Regions from separate parts of the Manis pentadactyla genome. Here region 1 is linked to region 2. The links are chromatin contacts, called in public Hi-C maps. All regions are on one chromosome and are shown on one strand. Each heading gives the region's core, a stretch centred on a gene start, on an enhancer-like site or on the middle of the called end of the contact. The rest is flanking DNA. Distances are from core to core; before and after follow the strand shown.

Region 1 (3,820 bases), core at 245-2,744, 140 kb before region 2:
GGTGAGCATGTTACATACTCTGAATAAGAACCCAAACCCTAACTGGGGAAGCAGGTGAAATCCCAGGCCATTCCTATGACTCTTCAGGCTGATACCTTTGGAGTGTCAGTTTATGTTTCTGACAATCCTTATTTCTCGTCACTGGGTACATTGCTTTTGACATTAGATACACACCAGTGGTACCTATGGCTCAGGTGAAGCATGCCAGTAACCCAGAAGGGACACACTGGAAGTCATTCACAGAAGGCATGATGCTACAGGACCCTGTACAGAGCAGCAAACTGGCGAAGGACTCCTAGCAAATTTGGCTCCGTGAAGCAAAGGGAAGCCGCTAGTAGATGGGAAGCAGAGATCTGTGTAATCAGCGATCACAAACAGCAACTGACTGCTGCACGAGGAGCTCTGGGATGGAGTGGAACTGCTCGCTTAAAAAGTGCTTCTCAACCCTGGCTGTACATCAGAATCCCCTGGAAGAAACTTTTTTAAAACATTGCTGCCTGCTCTTGAATACAGACCTATTAACCCAAATCTCTGGGAGTGTGGCCCAGGAATCAAAATCAGCATTTTTCAGCCGTTTAGGGCACTGCCGGTGTTGAGAACCAATGTTTTGATTTTAAGTGTTACAAACTGGTTTCCAAAGACTGAAGCTCAGTTAGGACGTGGTCTGTGAGGAAAGTTCCCACTGAGGCACCGTCCCACTGGGTCCTGCTTACATGGGGTCCGATGCCCAGAGAAATGGGACTAGTGAGTTTCCCACTACTTGAATAAAAATGGTGACAAGGACAGAAATGTCTTATTTCTAAATAAACAAACCCCCTTTATAGTTTCATGTTACAGCCGGTGTGGTCTGCCATGTGGAAGGTTTTATGTTTTCTAAGTAATAATAATGCATAACAATAAGTGATAACCTGCTAATGAGCAACATGGCAAAGAATGATTCCTTAAGGTTAAGTCAAGTCGTGTTTTGTGTTGTTAGGAATCACCGATAGGTACGGAGGTAAACACTTTAGAGAAATGAGAATGACCCTCCACGCCAGTCTGAGCACAGCCCAGAGAGGTGTCAGAAAGCACCCAAAGGGCCATCTCCCAGGCCGCCCAGCTAGGGGGCTCATGCCTAGTGGGGAGGTGGCGGGTTCGGCTCAGATCCCATCAGAAGTTTCTCCTCCCGTCCCAGTCGTCTCTGGCAGGTGTCACAAGACACCATGGCCTGGGTAGCTCACACACTTCCCAGAGTTCAGAGGCTCGGCAGTGCAGAGCGCTGCAGACTCGGCGTCTGGGAGGCTGTTCTTCCTGACAGTCCGATGGCCGCCCTGGGCCTGCATCCTCGCAAGGCAAGTGAGCTCCCTGCTGCCCCCTCTTATAAGGACCCTGTAAGGATGCTCGGAAGAATAGAGAGCTGTTGCACCAGGTTTTCTCTGGTTCTCCAGTTTCTTGAATATATTGGAAAATCTGAATGGGGTCTCACTGGCAACCATTTATAAGGAGCAGCGTCCATGGTGGACACTGACCTGCGTGGCCCTTACGCCACTGTGTGGTTCTCTGTCATCGCTGACCCCCGTCTCTCCCGGTCCATACAGGAGCACATGGCTAGCTGCCTATTGGACATATACTCGGACTTGCTGGATCATCAAGCCATCATCCTGGCCGTGAACTCCAGGTACGTACCATACACTGCTCTGCCCCCTTAGTCCACTCACTGAATACCTTTAAAATGCAATGGAGAAACATCCAATTGTGAAAAGTAAAAAAGTCACTCTGGACCCCACTACCCTAATTCAGTGACTGTGCTTCTTTCTTCCTGTGTTCACCCCCACTTCTTCTGCACAGGGGGGCTGGTAGCTATTGCTGAGCCATGAGCAGATTCTTGAAATTACACTTGCAAAAATATACATTGCCTTTTTTGTTTACTGATTATATAAGACTTATTGCTTCATAATAGGAAAAAAAATGAAACACATCCAAGAAATTTTTAGTATGTTCGGTCTACCTCTACTTCTTCCTTCATTCTAATCTTTGAAACAAATATTTAGCTTAAAAGTTAACAAAGACAAATTCATACACCAATTTAGGGAGGAATGCTTTTTCTTTCTTCTTGACTTCCTTTCTGTATCACCTGGTCACACATCCTGCAATACAGGAGCATAAACACTGCGATTCTTAATGCTAAGATGTCCCTTGTTGTAAAACACATCAATAATTTAATAACTACTCTTTTGAAAACAAATTACATGTAGACGAAAAAAATGTGTACTTGCTGACACTTGCTCACATTGACCCATAAATCTGCATGTGGCTTTCTCCTCTAGTATCGCCAACGTCTGACTCTCAGCCTTCCTCATGTTTAAGATCTGAAGATCCTTTGCCTGTCAGCAGCTATGCATGACATTAAAGTAACATGGTACTGTCCTACTGTGTGTTCATGACCTGGACCATTTTATCATTTTTAGGACTGGCAATATAACTTCAAAGTACATTGAAATACGCTATTTCCTACTTCATCAAAATCTTAATTTTGCTTTTCCTAATTCAAATCATGTGTCCCTAGAAGCTAAATACCTTCCACTAAAAACTCGACTGGAAGCCTTTGATAAAAAGCTGTTCAGAGTCTGATAGTCCATTAAAACCAATGAGAAAGTCAAATCACTCTTCCCAACATTTGAAAATTATCTAATGTTTTCCAAGACATTCCACTTCAAACAGTTGATTTCAGATATTTAGACTTTCTTGCCTGGTAGATTCTGTGTACAGCACAAGATTTCTTACCTCACCATGATTTCATGAAGTAAAGAATCATTTCATAAAGTAACGGCTATTATGCAAATCACATATACCTAAAGGGATAACGGCTGTGTCCTGACTTAGTTTCTGCTGCTGACGGACAGCTTTCTTGTGCCATCCCCTGGAAAATGTATCCCAATATTAGAAAGATTAAACTGTGAGAAACATAGTATCCTGGATTACAGAAAATGTGACAGGAATATATTTCAACCGCCCAATTCCTGGGCACGGCTGGGAATGTAACCACTCTCTCTGCAGGTATGTCTACAGAGAAATATATTCTGATTTCTAAATAACTAATTACAGATGATTTTTACAAAGTAATTCATCCCTTTCTATTTAAAACTGCATTGTCATTTTTATGAGAATACTTAAGGCCCAGGGGTTACGGGAAGCCAGAAGCTGGGCCTCATTTGCCGGTAGGTTCTCTTACACCAAGAAAAAGCCACTCTTGGGTTACATCTGTTCTCACCTCAGTTTGAATCACACCTTCCCTTGTCAGCTTTGTGGATCCCTTACTGCAATTTGAATCCCAACTGAAGATAATAGAGAAATCCTTTAAAATGGTGTTTTCAGTTCCGAATCTTGACGAAGTGAAGGACAGGGGGAACAGCCAAAAAGCCAGAAAGGACCTGGAGGTAAGGTCTGTTTGTGTTCTCGGTGGTGGCAGCCTGCAGGTTGTCTCTCTGCAGGCCACAGTCTCTTCTGCTTTCTCCACCACTCTTTTCCGAAATAATAGATAAACAGTACATTCCAGCACTGATCTATACCCCTGGACTCCCTATGAATGCCACCACCCATGGGACTCAAAGGACTGGACAGGATTTATAGCAGCAAATGGGTGAAGAGATTTTGGGTTAAGGATGGGGAGTTGACTGGCAGGTGCTGCAAAGAAAGAACTAAGAGCAGGGGGACGGTGGCAGTGGGGCAGGTCCTGCAGCACGATTCACTCCTGTGGGGCCATTTCCTCAGCAAAGCTAGAGGGGCACTTGCCCAATGGTGTGGAGAATAATCCATGGCTCTGAGGTCTGCACAGCTACAT
Region 2 (4,309 bases), core at 654-3,153:
TCCATTGTAAGTAGGCGTCTGTGTGTTACATCAGCTTCCCTTTTACTGACTGCATCTTTATCTATCTGTGTCTGTGCCTAAAGCTCTCCACACTTGTATCTCTATCTCCTAGTCTCCAGTGAACCTCTCCTCGCAGCTCCTTGTGGCCTGACGTGCATCCAGTTTCCCTTCTGAGCCATCATTTGCCTGGGGGATGGGGCCCTCCTGTGACAGGGGGCCCACGCCTGGAGCTGGGGTGGGGTCAGTCACCCCGAGAGGTCAGAGCTGCACAGAGCAGTAGTGGGCCTCTGGCGCGTCGTCTCTCCCATCCCCAGGACTCCTGTCATCACCCTCAACGGTTTCAGACCAAGCAGACGTGCCCCAGGGCATGTCCCCTGGGCCCCCTGGCCTGGCGGCCCTGATGACCCCCTCCTGTGCCTGCCGTGCTCACCCCAGATGGCTGCTGTGCAGCAGAGCCTCGTCCACTGCGGAAACCTTTCCTCCTTGCCCTCCATGCGCGGTTGGTAGGCTAGTGCCGTGAAGAAATGAATTTTTAATTTTATTTAATGTTGATTAATTCAAATCTAAGCTTAAATAGCTTTACATGGCAGGGGCTCCTGCGGCGCGCGGGCCCTGGTCTCGCCTTCTCACCCAGCGCACATTCCCCGCCAGCCGCATCGGACTGTTCCTGCTGATCCTCTAACACGAGATTCTCTCCGAATCCCTGGACTCCGACGCACACACTCTCCCACCTGCCGCTGCCCCACCGGCCACCATTCTTCCCTCGTGCCCTTGGCACCCAGCTCAGTTCGCACGCACTCCCCGCCTATGGCCCCTCACCCACCCGTACCTGCTGGCGGGCTTCACCTGGGGTCAAGACCCTGCCCTCCGCCTCTGTCACACCTCTGCCCGCATCCTGGGCCTCAGGGAGAGGAGACCCCCACCCTAGCCCACGGCTCTTCGACTCATGCCTGCCCTCCTGCCGCAAGTCCCAGTCGGATCCCCGGGGTGACTATTCTGCATCATCTCTGACCACCACCTCTGTGCGTCCTTCCCACCCATTCTCAGATAAAAACATTATTGAGGGTCAGCGAGTTCCCGCCCCCCACCCCCCATCTGCCCTCAGCCACCCCCACAGCCCCCCTCCCAACCCCTCCCCCAGCTTGTTCGCTTTCCCCTTCTACCGGATCATCCTCCACCGTATATAAATATGCCACAATTTCCTGTTTTTAAAAACCCTCCCTGACCACGCTTCCCCTTCAGCAAACATTTTTGTGCCGTCGAGTGACATGATCCAACGTATGATTCCGAAAGATCATTCAGATTACAGGGGAGCCCGTGGAAGTAAGGACGCTAATCGAAGGCCTGTGTCAGGACAGCTCCAGCACCATCCATCAAGCCAGGGGACTTCGGCCAGTCTGGGACTGGGCCCTTTGAGTCTGGAGAACTTACAGAATATGGCAAAGTAAAGAGACCCAACAGCTAAATACAATTTGTAAACTTTGATTGGCTTCCAAGCACTCAATCGAGAAGAAAAAGAAAAGAGATGGTACCTGCCTGACATGCCACTGCAGACTTCGGTCGTCCATCCCTTCGCTTGCTGCGCCCCGGGGCGGACCCGAGCCGCCTGCTCGGACGTGTCTCACCAGCTCCCTCTGCCGCCCGGTCCGAAAGGGTGGAACTGCTTCGACTCCCCGCGAGCTCTGACCCCTAACAGCTCCCCTGGCTGCAGAACCCCGGACGCGGGGGGCTGCCCTCTGCTCTGGACAGCGCCCCCCGGCCTGGGGCTCGCAGCTCCTGGCCGGCCTCCCTGAGGGGCACTCCGGCGCCCGCGGGCCGCGGCTCGGGGAGACTGGGCGCCGCCTACCGGCCACGGCGGGAAGAGCGGCCTCCGCGCTCGGCTTCTGCCCGGAACCGTGACGTGCAGGGGGCGGGCGAAGGGCCGGAGTCCGCGTGCGTCCCTCGAATCCAGAGGCCGCCTTCCAGCGCGTCACAGCCCCGCCGGGGGGCACGGAAGTCGGAGGCCTGCGCTGCCAGCCCGCGTCCTCGGTGAGTCCAGGAAAGGCGGGTGGGTTTTAACGGGAGCGCTTGGTCCAAGCCAGCGCGCCTGTATTTTCCTTTTAGAGCTAGCGTTTGAGTTTCGATACCTTTTGGCTATTGGGAGATAATTTGTTGGAGTATCTGCTCCGCGTCAACAAGGTGAGTGTCCCGGGTCCTTTTTCTTTAACGGGGAGTGTTTCCAGAAGTTGCTTTTGCAGAGGTTAATGTTCTCGGTGAGCGCATTCCTTAAGAGTGAGGGCTTCCCCTTTGCAAGAGCCCCTTGGTTAGCCTTAAAGCAACAGGACTGGAGAGCAATTTCGGAAGCGAAGGAAGGTGCGGTGCAGGAGGAAGCCGCCCGTGAGGAAGGGTCGTGAGAGGGGTTTTCTGTGACTCCAGGCGCACCTCTGATGCCACCTTATGGATAAGATGGGCATGCCCTGTGGTGGGAAATAACAAAATACTCCACAAGTGTTACGACAGGAAATATAATAACAAACTCAAAGAGCATGCGTGGTGACAAGAACCATAAACAGATCAAATTCCAAACTCAAATAAGTCATAATTAATAACATGATTTTCAAATCACCCAAGTCTCCCTGTCTCTCAAAAATGATACCTATATTTTCTGGTCTGTCAGCTATGGGATGGAGTTTTCAGGGTGTTCAGAAGTCCAGTTCAATAGCCTAGGGTTCATCTCTACGAAGGAACTCGATATGCACAACCTTTGAGCTACAGAGGGCCTTAAGTTGATAGCAAACGTTATAGTTTACAAAAAGCTGGCACAAAGCCCTGCCTCCCGGCCTTCAGGCCTGCAGTACCCTCTGCTGTCTTCCAGTTCACATCTATTTTGGGCACCAATTACTTGGCATTCGTTCATAAAAACAGGTATCTCAAGCTAGAAGGGAACAAGCTATCAGAACCTCTACTTTACAAATGTGGGAACAATCTCACAGGAAAATTGAGAATTTTCCAAGTTTATGCAGGAGCGGAGCTAGAACTCAGGTCTCCCAGTTTCCTGTATTGACTAGGCACATTTTTAAGTGGCTGCCCCCAACTCGGGAGTTCATCATCTGCAAGCACGGTGTGGTGTTTCGCGGTGTGGACTCCCAGTTTGCTCTTTCTCCCCATAGTCTCTAAGGGACAGGTGTCTTTGCCCAGGAAATATGCAGCCCACCCCGCATCTCCAAAGAGGTCTCCAGGCAGAGCGAGAGCCCAGTAAACCCACTTTGTGTCTGTGCCCCGGGGCTCTGACCCCACCAGGTACAAACTGCAAAGCCATAAAGACACACCTGGAGGTGCGACAGCAAATCTGAGTCAGGTGAAGGAAGGTGCTCCCCGCCCCCACCCCGGGCTCAGCCTCTTGCAAACAGGGAGGCCTAAGGCAAATGGCGATGCTTTAGTTCTCCCACTTGCTGGTGCTCAGGGCTCAGTGAATACAGCCTCTCTTGGTTCCTCAAGGCTAATACCACTGGGATGAGTGGCAGCCAGGACAGAGGTCACGTCAGGGCCATACAGCGAGCTCTGTCCCCTCAGAGCGTGTCTGCCAAGGTGAGCCAGAGCCCTGGGGTCTCAGCTACTCCTTGTGCTTTGGGGCTGGTCAAGGCTGTGGAGGGAAAAGCAGGACTTGCAGCCGAGTCCACCGACATGCCAAGATCTTCTGTGGGATGTGAACCTGGTTTTCCAGAATTAGCTGAGTTCAGCCCACCCGGTCAAGGCAAAAGTCAAGAAAGCCTAATCACAAAATTGAGAAGACGGGTCCCAGGTCTCCGTGACACTTCCCACCTCCCATGTCTGCTGACGAGCATGCCCACCCCCTTTCCTGCGTGGCCTCGCCGTGGACTCTGTCCCACTTGGCTTTCCTTGGGGACCGTGTTCTGTGTTACGGTCAATCTTGCCTCTGTGCAAGGCTAAGAACCACTCCCTCAATTCACATAATGTCTGCCTCACAGAGGGCCTGGCTCATGGCCAGCTACTCTTCAGAACATTAGATTCTTTGAATAAAAACTGGCATTTCTGCTGAGGGTAGAGAAAGTAGGTGACAGCAGACAGGGTCCAAAGTTCAAAGGATCAAGGTCCCAGCTACACCAGCTCATAAAAGCTATTTAATCGAGCTTGTACTCTATGACCCTTCCCAACTATATCACTCACGTAATGTCACCTAAAATAGGCTTTGTTATCATTATTTCCACCCCTATTGTACTGATGGGAAAACAGCTACCCCGGGTCAAACCGTTAATCAGTGAAGCCAGGGCCCAGGTCGCAATGGCCTTATTTCAGAGCCCTCGTTTTT

What was found. Hi-C and Micro-C count contacts between places; a contact is called where the count stands out from the background.
Region 1: a Hi-C map of fibroblasts shows a contact between it and region 2, with 6 times the contacts expected there. The contact joins the promoter of MROH9 here to the promoter of FMO4 in region 2. A contact is called at or near these places in 2 of 3 Hi-C or Micro-C datasets (fibroblasts and skin fibroblasts).

What each region holds. Positions count from the first base shown.
Region 1 is chr19:472,104-475,923 of mManPen7.hap1, reverse strand. MROH9 (maestro heat like repeat family member 9) reads left to right here and starts at 1,494. Exons shown (of 19, transcript XM_036896841.2): 1 at 1,494-1,657; 2 at 3,281-3,416. The coding sequence starts at 1,494.
Region 2 is chr19:328,139-332,447 of mManPen7.hap1, reverse strand. It overlaps FMO4 (flavin containing dimethylaniline monoxygenase 4), which reads left to right and starts at 1,903. Exons shown (of 11, transcript XM_036901033.2): 1 at 1,903-2,028; 2 at 2,104-2,178; 3 at 3,478-3,567.